Regions from separate parts of the Mus musculus genome. Here region 2 is linked to region 1. The links are chromatin contacts, called in public Hi-C maps. All regions are on one chromosome and are shown on one strand. Each heading gives the region's core, a stretch centred on a gene start, on an enhancer-like site or on the middle of the called end of the contact. The rest is flanking DNA. Distances are from core to core; before and after follow the strand shown. Region 1 overlaps Sorl1 (sortilin-related receptor, LDLR class A repeats-containing). Region 2 overlaps 4930546K05Rik (RIKEN cDNA 4930546K05 gene).

What was found. A called contact is a pair of places that touch in the nucleus more often than the background predicts.
Region 2: a Hi-C map of epidermal suprabasal cells shows a contact between it and region 1, with 2.3 times the contacts expected there. The contact joins two enhancer-like sites. A contact is called at or near these places in 1 of 39 promoter capture datasets (neutrophils), 4 of 484 Hi-C or Micro-C datasets (bone marrow-derived macrophages, embryonic stem cells and epidermal suprabasal cells) and 10 of 115 datasets of contacts at active chromatin or transcription factors (CD8 T cells, embryonic stem cells, epiblast stem cells and 3 more).

The regions. Positions count from the first base shown.
Region 1 is chr9:42,096,810-42,103,743 of GRCm38.p6, reverse strand. It overlaps Sorl1 (sortilin-related receptor, LDLR class A repeats-containing), which reads left to right. Exons shown (of 48, transcript NM_011436.4): 3 at 4,474-4,599. Among named protein-coding and RNA genes, the nearest start is that of Sorl1, 24 kb to the left of the region's middle. Within about 2 kb of position 2,968, at least 36 of the 459 cell types and tissues checked have an H3K27ac peak or open chromatin away from gene starts, as enhancers often do. A contact at or near this core is called in epidermal suprabasal cells, where this site is marked.
Region 2 is chr9:42,183,707-42,190,640 of GRCm38.p6, reverse strand. 4930546K05Rik (RIKEN cDNA 4930546K05 gene) reads left to right here. Exons shown (of 7, transcript NR_040754.1): 6 at 4,306-4,515; 7 at 6,707-6,934. Among named protein-coding and RNA genes, the nearest start is that of Gm36390, 4.7 kb to the left of the region's middle. Within about 2 kb of position 3,025, at least 75 of the 459 cell types and tissues checked have an H3K27ac peak or open chromatin away from gene starts, as enhancers often do. A contact at or near this core is called in epidermal suprabasal cells, where this site is marked.

The DNA.
Region 1 (6,934 bases), core at 1,719-4,218:
AGGACTGGAAGCATGGGTCAGAAAGGCCCCATCTGAGGGGATAGAGCTTGTGTGCAGGTAAGGCCTGCCTGAAGGGCCGAGAATGGCTGAGGTCAGGAGTACTCTGTATGTAAACAAGGCTGGGCCTGGACACTGGGATCCCAGATGGCTTACTTATAAGCAAAAGCCAAACCAAACCAAACCAAACCACCTGTCATCAGTAATCATTAGCTGAGGGTGGTCTCCTGCAAAGGTGATCTGTTCCTGCAATGAGCAGAAGAACTACAACATAGGATGCGCTTCAGCCGGCCTCTGCCCAGTTCTTTACTTTTGCTTTCTGGTGATGTGTTTCAGAAAGTACTTGTGTACTGCTGTACACAAGGTAATGATACTAGCACTCAAGGGGCTGCGACAGGGGGATTGTGAGTTCAAGCCTAACCTGGGCTACAGAATGAGTTCCTATTCAAAAAACAAATACAGTACCTCCCATTCCCAATAACAAACAATCAACCAACTACCAGCAGGCATAAGGGAGTACTCAGGTGCAATGTCATTGATCAAAATGCTACCTAGGGACACTATCCACCAGAGGGTCAGAATCAACCAAGATGCTATGAATAGTCAGACTCATTCTTCTTGTCCGTGGACCAGTGTGATATGATGATTGGTTTCTTCCTGGACCAACTGGGTGGCAGAACTCCCATCCTTGCTAATGGAACATAGAGCATCTGAAATCAGAATGCTTGGGCTGGAGTCCTGGCTCTGCCATTTATGATCTGACTTTGAGCCAAGCAATTTACATTATCCTCGTCTTACAGTTTTTGTTGTTGTTACTATGACAAAATACTTGAGACAATCTGTTTATAAGGAGAAAAGTTTATTTTGACTGACAGCTTTAGGGGTTCTAGTTCATGATCGTTGATCCCACTGTATTCAGTTCTCTGTGTGTACAGCCTAGTGCTACAGCTCAGTGTACGTAAAACAATTGCTTGGGGTGTCCAAGGTTGTGGGGTTGCTTTTCAGTACTGCAAAAACAAACAGCTCCCCTACTCCCAAGGGTTGGTGCCCTTGCTGGTTAGCTTTTTTTTTTTTTTTTTTTTTTCCTAAACTTGACACAAGCTAGAGTCATTTGGCAAGAGGGAACCTCAATTGAGAAGAAAATACCATTGGATCGGCCTGTAGGTTCCTCTGTGGGGCATTTTCTTGTTGAATAATTGATGTGGAAGAGCCCAGAACACTGTGAGTAGAGCCACCCTGGGCTAGGGAATCTGGATTGTATGAAAGGCATGCTGAGGGAGCCACGGGGAGCAAGCTAGGAAGCAGCATCCTCCATGGCCTCTGCGTCAGCTCCTGCCTCCAGGTTCTTGCTTTGAATTCCCGCTTTGGCTTGTCCGGACGGTGAGCTGTAACCTCTAGGTCAACCAGGCCCATTTTTCCCTAAGAAGAGCCCTGAGAAGGCTCTGTGTCTGCCCAAGAGAAGGTAAGAAGTTACAAGGATAGGCTAAAAATAGCTTGTTTGAATTGTTCCACCCGGACAAGGCAAGGCAGGTTGATGAGTGGCCCGGGATTGGCTTCAGGGCTAGGGTTGGTTCTTGTCAACTTCCTCTTAACCTCTATTAAGTGTAAGACTCTGGAGACAGTCCAGTTTGTTTGCAGGTGTCTTGAGGCAGATGTTTTTCCTCCATATGCCCCATGGCAGCCCCGTTGTTGATAATCTCAGGAAGTCTATGTGTTCTGCCTGCCTAGGTCTCTTCTCCCTTCTAGCTAGACTTCCTGACATTAGTATGGAGAAGGGGACCATCACCATGAGGGTAACTTGCAGAGAGAAAAGACTAGCAAGCAGGCTCGGAACCTCTAGAGACTGGCAAAGCCATGCCAGTTACTGCCAGCGTGACCCTGGGCTAGTCCTTTGCAGCTGTGGTGCTTAGATTTTATTATCTCAAAATGAAACAGTAACAGCAGATCGTCTGTGTGTCCGTGAATCGTCTGTGTGTCTGTGAGCTCTACCTCCGTGATTCTGCCACTTGTGAGCAGAAAAATGTGAGGGCAGAAGGTTATATCCGTTCTGAATACAGAGAGAGTCCTCCCCCTCCCTTGTCACTGTTAAAACAATGCAGTACAAACAATAAGTATCCATTCATGTATTATAAGATATATATTATCTGAATTATGGTAAGCTGTTTAGCGATGGTTTCAAGTATGTGGGAGAATCTGCGTAGGTTCTATGCTATTTTGTGTCAGAGACTTGTGTGTCACCAGATTTTAGTATCCATGGGGACTCTGGAACCAATCCACGGCAGATACCGAGAGCCATCTTCTCCATGACTCACCAATTAATCCGGTTCACTCTCCTTGTTCATTGATTCTGCACATTCATTTACTCATTCTTTGGTTTATAGGCATATTTGTTCATTACCTAAGTCTTTGTTGACTAAGCTGTGTACACCAGCTACCCCGAAGCTACACGGAGGCAGAGGCCAAATGTGTGGGAGGGAATATTACACACTGAAAAAAACCCCTGCTTTGATGTAAACACAGGACCCCATTTGCGCCTCTCACAGTGAATTATCACCTCACAGGATATTGGAGTCTGAAGGGGTCTTGCTCAGTTTCCTATTTAAGAAGCCATAAGTTTGCGTGGTATAGCTTCCCAACCTTTCATGCTCATTTTTGGCAAGCAGAATGCAAGAAGGTCCCACCTGGTCTCTTGATGATAACTCAGGTTATCTGTGAACTATCATCTACCTGCTAGCTGGCCCTGTGCCAGCACCGTCCTGCGAACACCCACGTAGAGGCAGAGACACCCTGCCTCCTTTCACCTTGCCACGTATTTATTAAACGGTAATGACCCCTTGTTTCCTGCGTCCAGCCTCGGGTCCTTAAATATATGTTCATGGCTTCATTAACAAGCAAGCATTCACGTGTTTACAGGCCCATCCTTGTCTGATGACCCTGTCTTTTGTGTCTCCCTGTGTCTGGCACCCAGCACTGGACTTGGCTCCTGTTAAACTCTCAAGGCTCATTTGTAGTTGAATCAAATGGGTGGGGATGACACTATAGTTTCTGGCTTGAGTCCAGCCAGTCTCTCCTTGGAAATTGCCTGCTGTTTTCCTTTCATGCCTCCCTCAATTACCTTTCCCATAAGTAATTGAAAAAAAAAATAACACTGTGATATTCATCTGTCAGGTTTGTTTTTCATCCCTTGATTATATTAGTATTTCATAGCTCACAGACAGTAAAGTCTAGGTTACAGATACCCCACAGCAGCCTGGGTGAGGCTCTCTCTCTCCTGGTTCTTTTTTTATGTTTTTCTTTTAGATTTATTTTTATTATTTATTTATGTATATGCCTATGTACGTGCAGGTACTAGAGGAGGCCAGAAGAGGACGTTAGATCCCTGGAGTCAGAGTTGCAAGTGCTTGGTTGTGAGCTTTCTGATGTGGGTGCTGGGAACGGAACGCCATTCCTTTGGAAGAGCAGCAAGTGCTCTTGGCCACTGTGCCATCTCTTCAGCCCCCGCCCTGTTGACTTCCTCTGCTGTTACCTGGGCAAGTCCCCGATCTCACAAACCTTATGGTGTTCTCTGGGCCATGACTTTGCAATTGCGCTCTCCAGGTAGGGTTGCTGTGCCGCTGACCCAAGCTCATCCCTGTGATGGGATCAGCATTGTCTCTGTGCACAGTGTGTAAATGACAGTTGTTCTGATGCTGTGTCTCTGTGGTTACTGTATTATTAGAAGCCAGGAGGCAGTGGAAAAGCAAGTCATTGGCAGTGTCCAGGATCTTGCTGCTTCTGCTGCTATGGTCTCCCATGCTACAAAGTTACAAAACACTGATGGGTGCTGATACGGATGGTGCATATGTGTATACGCTTGTGCTAGGGGGTATGCATTCTAGACAACGCTGTATCTCTGTGCCTCCCCCTCCAGCCCGCTGGCATTGTAACCTCTGTGCATGTTTTATCACTCAGCACCTCCTCCCTCTCCACTCATGGAGGCCGTTGATGGGTTTCTGTCTTCAGGAATGCCAACTTCCTGGCTGAAGGAGGAAGAATTCAATTGTCCTGATTACCTGTTGGGGACATGTCAACAGATGCAAAAGCAAATTTCTGAGACAGAGTGCATTCTGTCTACATCTGGACTGGAACACGTCACCTGGCAGGAGGAGGATGTCCTATTGACAGTGTTTGCCAACTGATCCTGGGACCTCTGTAGTGAGAGAACTGCGTGGTCCAGGAGCAGGCGTGGCTGTAGTGTTCTCATGCTTTCTATTGCCCGGCCCATCCTATCTTTGAGGACAGTTACAGAAGTCACATGCTTCTCCTTTGTAGGTCATGTGATGCTCATCAGAAGTTCGTGATATCAGGGCCTCCCCAGGGGACCATGCTCTTTCAGGATCAGGAGTAGAAGTGAGCAAGCATGTGGACATCAGTTAGAGGCTGCTCTGTTTAGCACTTCTCTGACTCGTGTTTTTTCTCTCCTTCGGTGTGTTCCAGGTGTATGTGTCTTACGACTATGGAAAATCATTCAGTAAGATTTCAGAGAAGCTGAACTTTGGCGTGGGCAACAACAGCGAAGCTGTGATCTCCCAGTTCTACCACAGCCCTGCTGACAACAAGAGGGTAAGGAGGCTCTGTTTTCGGAGCTGTGCATTCTGGGAAGATGGCTGCACTGAAGGGGACTGGGCCACGGAGCCCTTTACTGTCTTTGCAGCACAGATGGGTCACCAGCTACTGGTTTTCAGTCTGCTCTTGGGAGTTGGTGACAGAATACATTTCTCAAGGTGGATCTTTGCATAATCCGAGTGAGTACTTGGTCAGGCAGGATTTCTGGACAAACAAGGGCAGGTTCAACCACAGAAAGTCTGCCAACCAATAAATTGCCTGACTCACTGGTGGCTGGAGCGTTTCCTAGGTACACAGGGCGAATATGGGGCCTCCAAGAGTGGATGCTGAACTGTTTCTTTTGTTGGCTTTATCAACATGTGTCTGTCTCTCTCTCTCTCTCTCTCTCTCTCTCTCTCTCTCTGTGTGTTTGTGTTTTTTCTTTTCCCTCCTTGGAAACTTATATAGATACAGAAAAGAAACTCTAAGAAACAGGTATGGCTGTGTCCACACCTCATACCTTCCCCATTTAGCACGCTCAGTTACCTTCCTATTTTGGTCAGTAGCCCCAGGCATGCACTGGGAGAAAGCATTGACCTTACTCTGGGCCACAGGCAGATGGAGCTGGCAGAGTGTGAAGGGAACCTGACAGCCTACTAGGCTTTCCTGCTACTTGGTAACTCTTTGCTCTGGGAGTTATATTAGACCCCAGGTTTCTAGAGGTAGAGATTTCATGGCTTCTAGGAAATGTCCCAGGGTAGAAAACAACCTCCGCAGTAAAAGCTTCCTGAGGTGAAGGGAGCGGCTAGCTTCTGCCTGTCCAGAAGGACCCGCTGGGCCAAGGCCACAGAGTCCTTCCAAGGCCTCCATGTTGGTTTCTCAGGTTGCCTTGGGTCTTTTAGCAAAGGCTGCATTAAAAAGATTTAACAAGTCATGTGGTTGGTTGTCTGACCAATCAGAACAGACCTTCTCAGGAGGGAGCTGGGTCTGGGAGGGTCCTTTTAGTTGCTGGATTTGTGAAGATGTCCTGTCATTCTCCCCCTCCCAGTCCTCCCCGCTTCCTCCTCCCCACTTCCTGGGGGCCTGGCCAGCCCTGCTTTAGGAGGAAGTGCTTAAGATGTTTCCAGGCAGTGACTCCTTACCGGCACCGGTGTTACTGGTACCTGCTGGATAAATCAACAGTCCTGCCTGGTGACCTCAGGGTAATGGGCAGTTAGCTGTACACTTCCCAAGGGGAAAGCAAGGAGAAATTGGAGGAACTGACTCTGGTCTTCACTTCACCTCCCGCCCCTACCTTATGATGAGTCAGGCTGGTCTTGAGGGCCCTAGAGGTGGGGAGTGGCCACCTTATTATGGGATTGTAAGAGGTGAGATGCTGTATCCGGGATGCTAAGGGCCTGGCTGCTGCTTCTGGATGGTTCTCTGATTGTTACCAGAGTGTGCTTTCGTAATGATGATTGTCACTGCTAGGTCTCCACCCCAGCTCACAGCTTGGGCTAAAGTCCTGGCCCTGAAGCCTCCTTCCCCACACCCTGGACTCTCCCCTGCTTTAGTACCAGTATACCCTCTCCAGTTTAGGGTCCAAATGTAGGCAAGGTGACCTTCCTCCCCGTTTCTAATTAGACCACAGCTTGTAGACCACAAAGCTGAAGACAGGAAGGATGCTTTGTGTGCCCGTGAACTTCCTTAGAGCAGACAGAAGACCTGAGCTTTTGGAGCATCTGGTCTGCAGAAGGTGTAGAGCATCTGACATGATGGGCTAAGAGGGGAGCAGGGATACCTGAATGGTCACCATAAAGAGACTTTGGCATTGCACAGAGAGGTGGGGACAGTGTGTTTATAGCTCAGGTGCATGGTGCGCACCTACTTCCCCAGACAAAGCCGTCACACTCCCCAGATATCTCCGGAAGGACGTGATGACATTTACTGTACTGGTGGGGCTTCTTTTACCTTTGTCCCCTGCAAGGCAGATACTGCCCCCACCAGACACTTAAACCACTTCCTGAGAAAAGCCACACAGGGCTGGGTGCCTTGGTGTTAAGAGTACAGTGCTGGGCCCAGGCTATGTAAGGATGTTTAGTGGGGCTGGCAGTGTCTCATGTGGCTGCCAGCAGTAGCTATGGAAGGCCTGGACAGCAAGAAGCAACAATATGGAGGCGCTGTGGATTGGGAAAGAGGATCATCTGTGCCTTTGCCTGTACACAAAACATATATTCTGTTGCTGGCTAATTGGTCCTGTATGCTGCTCCCTGATCCGATGTTTAGGTCTGGCCATCTGGAAGCCCTCCTAGCCTTAGAGGCACCCACAGCCATGCAGGCAGTCACTCTCCATGGAGACATGGTTGGCTTTTAC
Region 2 (6,934 bases), core at 1,776-4,275, 87 kb before region 1:
GAGAACGGAATTAACATCAGATATAATTAGCCTCAGGCTATCCACAACAAGACTGTAGAAACTGGACCCCCCCACACACACTCTTTCCCAAAGCCCCAAACCTAGAAATATAATTCTAATCTTCCCTTCACCTTCTGGGCAAGAGATGATCATAAAGAAGTGGTTTTACCTTTCTTATAGACTATGAAACCTTGATTTTAGAAAGAGTCCTTTCTTAGCCAGAGCTTTTGAGAATGCTGCAAAGGAAACAGAAAGAACTGGACAGGCATGCCCTGCTGGGCTCCCCTTCCTACAGTCTAGGAACTGTAGCATAATCCATACCTTTTCCACACAATGGCATTTTGACATGACTGCTTATTCTTTATCAAACCTAAGCATAAAAATTGAGGATTGTTTTCATTTATTGTAATGTATATACCCTAGTAGGTAGACTATACTCTAATGGATGACCACACGCACATGACTACGTGGGCAGCACAAATTGGAATTAATTAATTATTGGGGAGAGAGAGAAAGAGAGAGAGGGAGAGAAAAAGAGAGAGAGAGAGAGAGAAAGAGAAAGTTGGAAGAATGTGGAGGTGAGGGGTAGATCTTGGAGGAATTAAAGAGCATGTGTGCATGTATGAGGTTCTCAAAAAAATTTTTTAAAGTATATATGTATGTAAATATATATGAAGTTGGCATTTCTCTGGGTCTTTACTTGTTTTGAGTCTCACACCTCCCAGATAAGCTTCAGACTTGCTAAGGAGCTGTAAATGACCTTGAACATCTGCTTCTCCTGCTTCTCTTCCTAGTGTTGGGATTTCAGATCTGCACCACCACACCTGATTATGTAGTTTTGGCGATCAAATCCAGGGTCTTTTGCCTGCTAAGTGTTCTAGTTTCATTTTGTTGCTGTGACAAATAACTTGACCAAAAGCAACTTCAGGGAGGAAAGAGTTTATTTTAGCTTGTAGTTCAGAGTCCATCACTGAGTGAAAAAAAAAAAAAGAAAGAAAAAAAGAAAGAAAGAAAGCAGGAATTCAAGGCAAGCTTGCTATCCCACAGAGCCTTGCCTCTGGAGCTCATTCGCCGATGAGGAAGCAGAGCATGAACCATGAGCAAATACTGCTTGCTGGCTAACTTAAAAACCTGTGCTAGCTAGCGGTCTTATACAGCTCAGGACCAATTAACCAGGAACTAGTTCTACCCACAGCAGGGCCCTCTTACAACCGTGAACAGCCAAGATACTCCTCCGTAGACATGCCCACAGGTTAGTCTCATGTAGGCAGTTTCTCTCTCAGATGACTGTAGCTGTGAAGTCGGAAGTCTAAGTAAGCTAAAATACTAGGCAAGTACTCTATCCACTGAGCTCCATCCCCAGTCGGAATCTTCACTTTTGAAATCTCCCATGTCACATAAAACATTAGTCAACATCTTACACTTTCTCGTTAATGCATCTTTGGTTATTGGAGTGTCAATTATGACCCTGATGACAAGGAGGAAAGATACTCCACCTTCTACCTCTACCTGTGATTGATTGATTGATGTCATTCATGAGAATGGCATACTTTTAGATCACAGAGGGTTACTGTATGCCACTCAGTATAGACACCCTAGAGCAGACTCAGAGCACCAGTACAAGTTCTGGAAAACACAAGACCATCACCGTCGCTATGCAGTAGGAGAGGCCATCTATCTCTAGGCACTACTTCCTTTCAGGATAATCGCTGCCTTACTGCCTTGGGCTCACCACACATTGGCGTTCATTGAACGCCAACTCTGTGCAGGATGTGGTTAAGGCCTTGAGAAGCTGCCTATGGTATCTAAAAAAGGGTGGATTTGCTGAGCTACACCCTGGAATGGCAAAATGTCATAGCCCACAGCTCTGGAATCCTGGTTGGAGTTCAGAGCTTGAATCTGCAGTGCAATTACAGAGGATATGAAAACTGTCAAAGGTTGGATTAAGCCTAAGAGTGGCAGTCCTTGATGACCCAACTCCAGGGCCAACAGATCCTTTACAGTTAGAACCCAGGTCTAGCTCAATCACCAGGACCTTGAATGAGAATACCTTGTTCCCCAATGAGAAATCAGAGCTCTCCACATTGACTCTAGACTTTAAATCTAAACAATATTCCCCCCAGCTCCTTACTGCTTATCCACTAGTCTAAACCCATCCACCTTCCAGAGAAAGCAGCTGGTGCTACTGTAGAGGCACCTCCTAGGAGTCATCTGTGCCCACTGGGATCTAGTCCCCCTGCCCCTCATCCCCCAGACTAACTTCCTTGTCACTTCAACCTATCCCAATGTCATAACCAAACATTCCACCTGCATCATTTACTGCACACCCGGAAGGACTTGTGGAGTAGGCAGAAGGAGATGTAGATCAGTCTCCTGACTAGTATTGCCCTACTACATGCTTCTCTGTATTATTACCACTTCAGAGTCCCATCCATGCAGGGACCCCTGTCAGCAGCTGAGCCCTTTCAAGTCAGAGAGAAAGCTCAGTCCTCCCATGACTTAGCATCAGGCCACCAGAGCACAGAACATTTGGTGTGTCCCTTATATAAACTCTGGAAGGGCTGAGCTTCCTAGTTTCTGAACGCAGTCATGTTTACTTATGCTGTTGTCTTGGTAGAGTTCCCAGACATGACGGGGCCTGAAGGGAGCTTATTATAGACTCCAGACAAACTGGCTCTGTGGGTCTGATATGCGAGGCCTAACCTGTTTCTTAGTAATTCTGAGGCAGCAGGTACATATGCTACCATTCAGAAACAATCAGTGTACAATGTGACTGTGGATAAGTTAACATCCTCCCTGAATTCTCAGTGGTGACTGTCATTTTGGCTTGTCTGAGTTGGCCTGAGATCCATATGAATCCAATGATCATGGCCAAGACACTATTTTTCCAAGTGACTAGTTCTGTGCGCCTTGAATTCAGCCTCTGGATCTGAAGAGTGCAGAGAGCAGAGCAGAGGCACCTAGTGTGGAACCGCAGCCATGCATGAGGAGACGCTACAATGAGCTGGCTTGCCCAAATGGTGCTCACCAGCCTTGTAAACTCAGGGTGGGTGCTGGGGGTTTGTGGAGAAGGCCTTGTGCATGCTAAACACACACTCCAGCCCTGGGCTGCATTCCCAGACTGGCTTCTATTTTGAATCTTGGCCATCTGTTTCCTCCCAGGACCCTGCTCTCTCATATGGCTTCCTCTACAGGTTAAAACATATAGTTCCCAAATACCAGGCACATGCCAAGTATCTCATGAAATTTTCTGTGGTGTCTCTCTCTCTCTCTCTCTTTTTTAATTGCATTTTTACTTTGTGTGTGTGTGTTTGTGTATGTGTGCATTCATACCACAGTGCTCTTGTAGAAGTCTGAGAACAAAACTCCAGAGCCCATTCTCTTCTTCCACCACATGGGACCTGGGAATTTAACTAGGACTATCATTCTTGGATGCAAGTCCCTTTATTTTCTGAGCTGTCTTATTGGCTATCTTTTGTGTGTGTGTGTGTGTGTGTGTGTGTGTGTGTGCTTCACAAGTACAACTAAGACAAAGACTCCAATCAGAAGACAAATAGAGCAGTCACTGCCATCAAACCATTCATCAATTCCAAACTTGGATTCTGAAAGTGTCTTCCTGCAGATCTCGTTGGATCTAATTTTATATATATATATATATATATATATATATCACCAAGAGAAGGGACATACACTCCATGGCTGCCAGCAGGGAGTGACCACAGGCACTTTCATGCACTCACACAATGGAAAATCATGATGCCCTAAACTAGAATGAGAACAGTTTTTATGCTTTAGTTTGGAAAATGTTTTATTGAAATAATGGTAATTGAAAAAGTAAAATCAAAATATACTGTCAATGACAAAGCATATGTATTTGTTTATATCAAATCTTCTCTTCATTTTTGGAAGACTGATTTAAAATAACATTTGCCTCTGAGATGGACTAACTCACTGGGGAAGAGGAAAGATTTACAGATAGTCTTTTAAGCTGAATTTAATGAATAACCTATTCAAACCATTAGATGGAAAATACAAACTGGGGGCAGTGGCTCACATCTGTGATAGACTGGGGGAGCAGGAGTTATTACCTTGGGCTGCACAAGGCCCTATTTCAGAAAATAAAAGTTAAAAGAAGGAAGACAAAAAGAAAATATTACATTCATGAACAACTCAAGGGTTTAGACAGACTGAGGGAAAACTTGGTAGTCTGAACAAAGCTAAACTCAAACTTATTTTTTATTCGTTTAGTTATCTTTTATTAACAGATTTCTCTCTCTGGTCATAACTCACTCACCCTATTTTTAGGTATGGTCTGAATTGCAAGGACACACATCAGTTGCACAGCTGGAGCAAACAGCTGGGAAGCCTGTCTGGGGAGACATCTGCCTGAGGTGGCTGGTGAGCCAAGAATGAGGAGTGGTCACACTTTGCAGCCCAGGCACCTCCTGAGAATGACAGCCCTCCAGTCAGATCTATCCTGAGAGGAACCTAGTGCCTGCCACAGTCCCTTGCAATGTAAGTTGATGAAGTTGATTTCACAGTCCCTGATCCCTGTAGCCACACTTTGTAACTGTCTTCTCTCCTTTGGCTTGTGGTCCTTCTCTCACCAAGGCATAGACCTGTTTCTCCACCTCTTGACTCTGGGTGGGACTGTGAACTAGATCTAGCCAATCAGATGAATAATGGTGATTCTCCCTCTCTCCCTCTCTCCCTCTCTCCCTCTCTCCCTCTCTCCCTCTCTCCCTCTCTCCCTCTCTCCCTCTCTCCCTCTCTCCCTCTCTCCCTCTCTCCTGCTTTGGGCCGGGGCTGACCCATTAGGGCCTGATGCTCTAGACATTTGACCGAGCCGTTTTACTTGACCTGTCATAAGGTCAGATGTATGAGAGAGACTAGATGTCTATCTATTCCATACCTCAATGCATGCTGTTTTCTGATGCTGTGCTTCATGGATATATCTGAAATGGCATTTTCCCAGTCTGGGTATCAGTCCATCCCTTCTTCCCTGTCCCCTCTTCCTGCCCTGTCTCTAGTGCTGCTACTGATGCCTCTTCTTGTCTGTTGCTATGTTGTTGGTTTTTCCCCTCCTTGTCCCATCCGTCTGTAAGATTTCCACCCCAGGTCTTTGGGAGTCTTCTTTTCTTTATGAAGACTCTGTGTCACGCCTGACTTGTGCTAATAACATTTGTATGCCTTTCTCCTGGGCATCCATTTTATTCAAGTTAATTCTGAGCCCTAGGGGTGGGGAGAGGAAAGCTTGGCTTCCTCTACATGATCCCTTTCAGTCCCTGTGGTAAGCTCCGCGTATTCAAAAACACCCATTTCGTACCACTTCATTAATTTGTAGTCTCTGACCTCAAGGGATGCACAGTCCTGGTTGGGGGTGGGGGTGGAGGCAGACAGAACCTAAGATGTGAGCCAACCATTATCCAGAGGTGAGAGAAGAAACTCAGCTGAGTCTCAATGAGTGGCAAAGCTTACTAGAAATGACCTCTAAGTTGTTTTCAAGGACAAATGAAAGTTTGGGGGTGGGGCCGAGGCAAAGAAATTGGAAGGGGTTTCCAGGCAAAGGGTCTGAGATAAGGGGAGACATAGGTCAACGAGTGATAGACACACAGTGACATTTTCCCTCTTTTCTCTCACTCCCAGCCCTACCTGGCTTCACACCCTCACAGCCTCCTGCTTCTATGGATCCCACGTGCTCTTACATGGTCTGTCAGCAGTCTCTTCTTGTCTGGCTGCTCAGAGTAGCCCCAGCCCTGCATTACACCCCCCCTGCACTTTAACAGGATCCTGCCACAGTGCCTCTGCACCTCAGAGTCTGAGGAGTGCTTCATTATTGCACCAATGTTAGAGGGAAGGCCGGTAACCTTCCCGGCCCTGTGGCCCTTTTAATAGTAAATTTCATGAGCTGTGAATTTGCAAAAAGGCATGTTCTCTGCCCTGACACTTTGAGCTATCTTCTCATACAGCTCTTCTTGACAGCATGTCTTAGGGAGCTAATTAGGCTATGGTGTGGGGCTGGTTCTTTGACTCATTTCTACTGAGCACCTAAGAGCAGAATCTCCCCCCAGCACTCTGTAACCTAGTATAGGGTCGAAGGGTCGAAGGCTTACCATGAACAACCAGCTAAAGGTTTCAAGCCTCACTTTGCTCCTGGCTAAGAAGAAGGATGGGGGAGGGGCATCCCTGAGCTTCAGTGTTCTCATTACAAAATGAGATTGAAGGTCCATTGTTAAGGATTAGAGACCATAGGTGTGCTACATGTGACAGGTGTGCTATGGGGACAAAGCCAGAATTATACAGTAGGCACTACTTAAGAAATGACATAGAACCACCCTGATGGTGCAGAAAAGGGGTGGCATATGTGAAGGGATCAGAGCAGACTGTATTCAGACAGAGCTAGCACTGGAAAAGGCGGCTGAGCACTAAACAGAAAACTGTACACAGAGCTTTGTAGGCAAAGGAAGTTAAATACATAAACAAATTCTCATAGACAAGCTTGCATATGGCATATTTGGGAGACCAAGCACTCATCTGTCCCCCCTACACACACACACACACACACACACACACACACACACACACAAACACACCCCTACACCGCCATCCAGTTTGTGAATTTGGGGGGGAGGGTAGGGTGGGAACATTCTTTTTAAAAAAAAAAACAGAGCTCTCAAAAACATTTTTTTTTTTTTACATTGACTAGGTTGCCTTTGCTGTAAAGATGAAAATGATGGGAAATAAATTTTTCCAGAAGATCTGGTCCATATGCTGCTGCCCGCCATGGCTGGAGTCTCGGATTCAACCATTGTGTTGGCTGCCTGCTGCCCAGACTGAGTGGGGTGAACTCAGGACAGAGCCTTGCTTTGGCATGAATACCTCTGCCTTCTCTTGCTGACACATTCCCTCCACCACTCAAGAATGCACAGAGCCC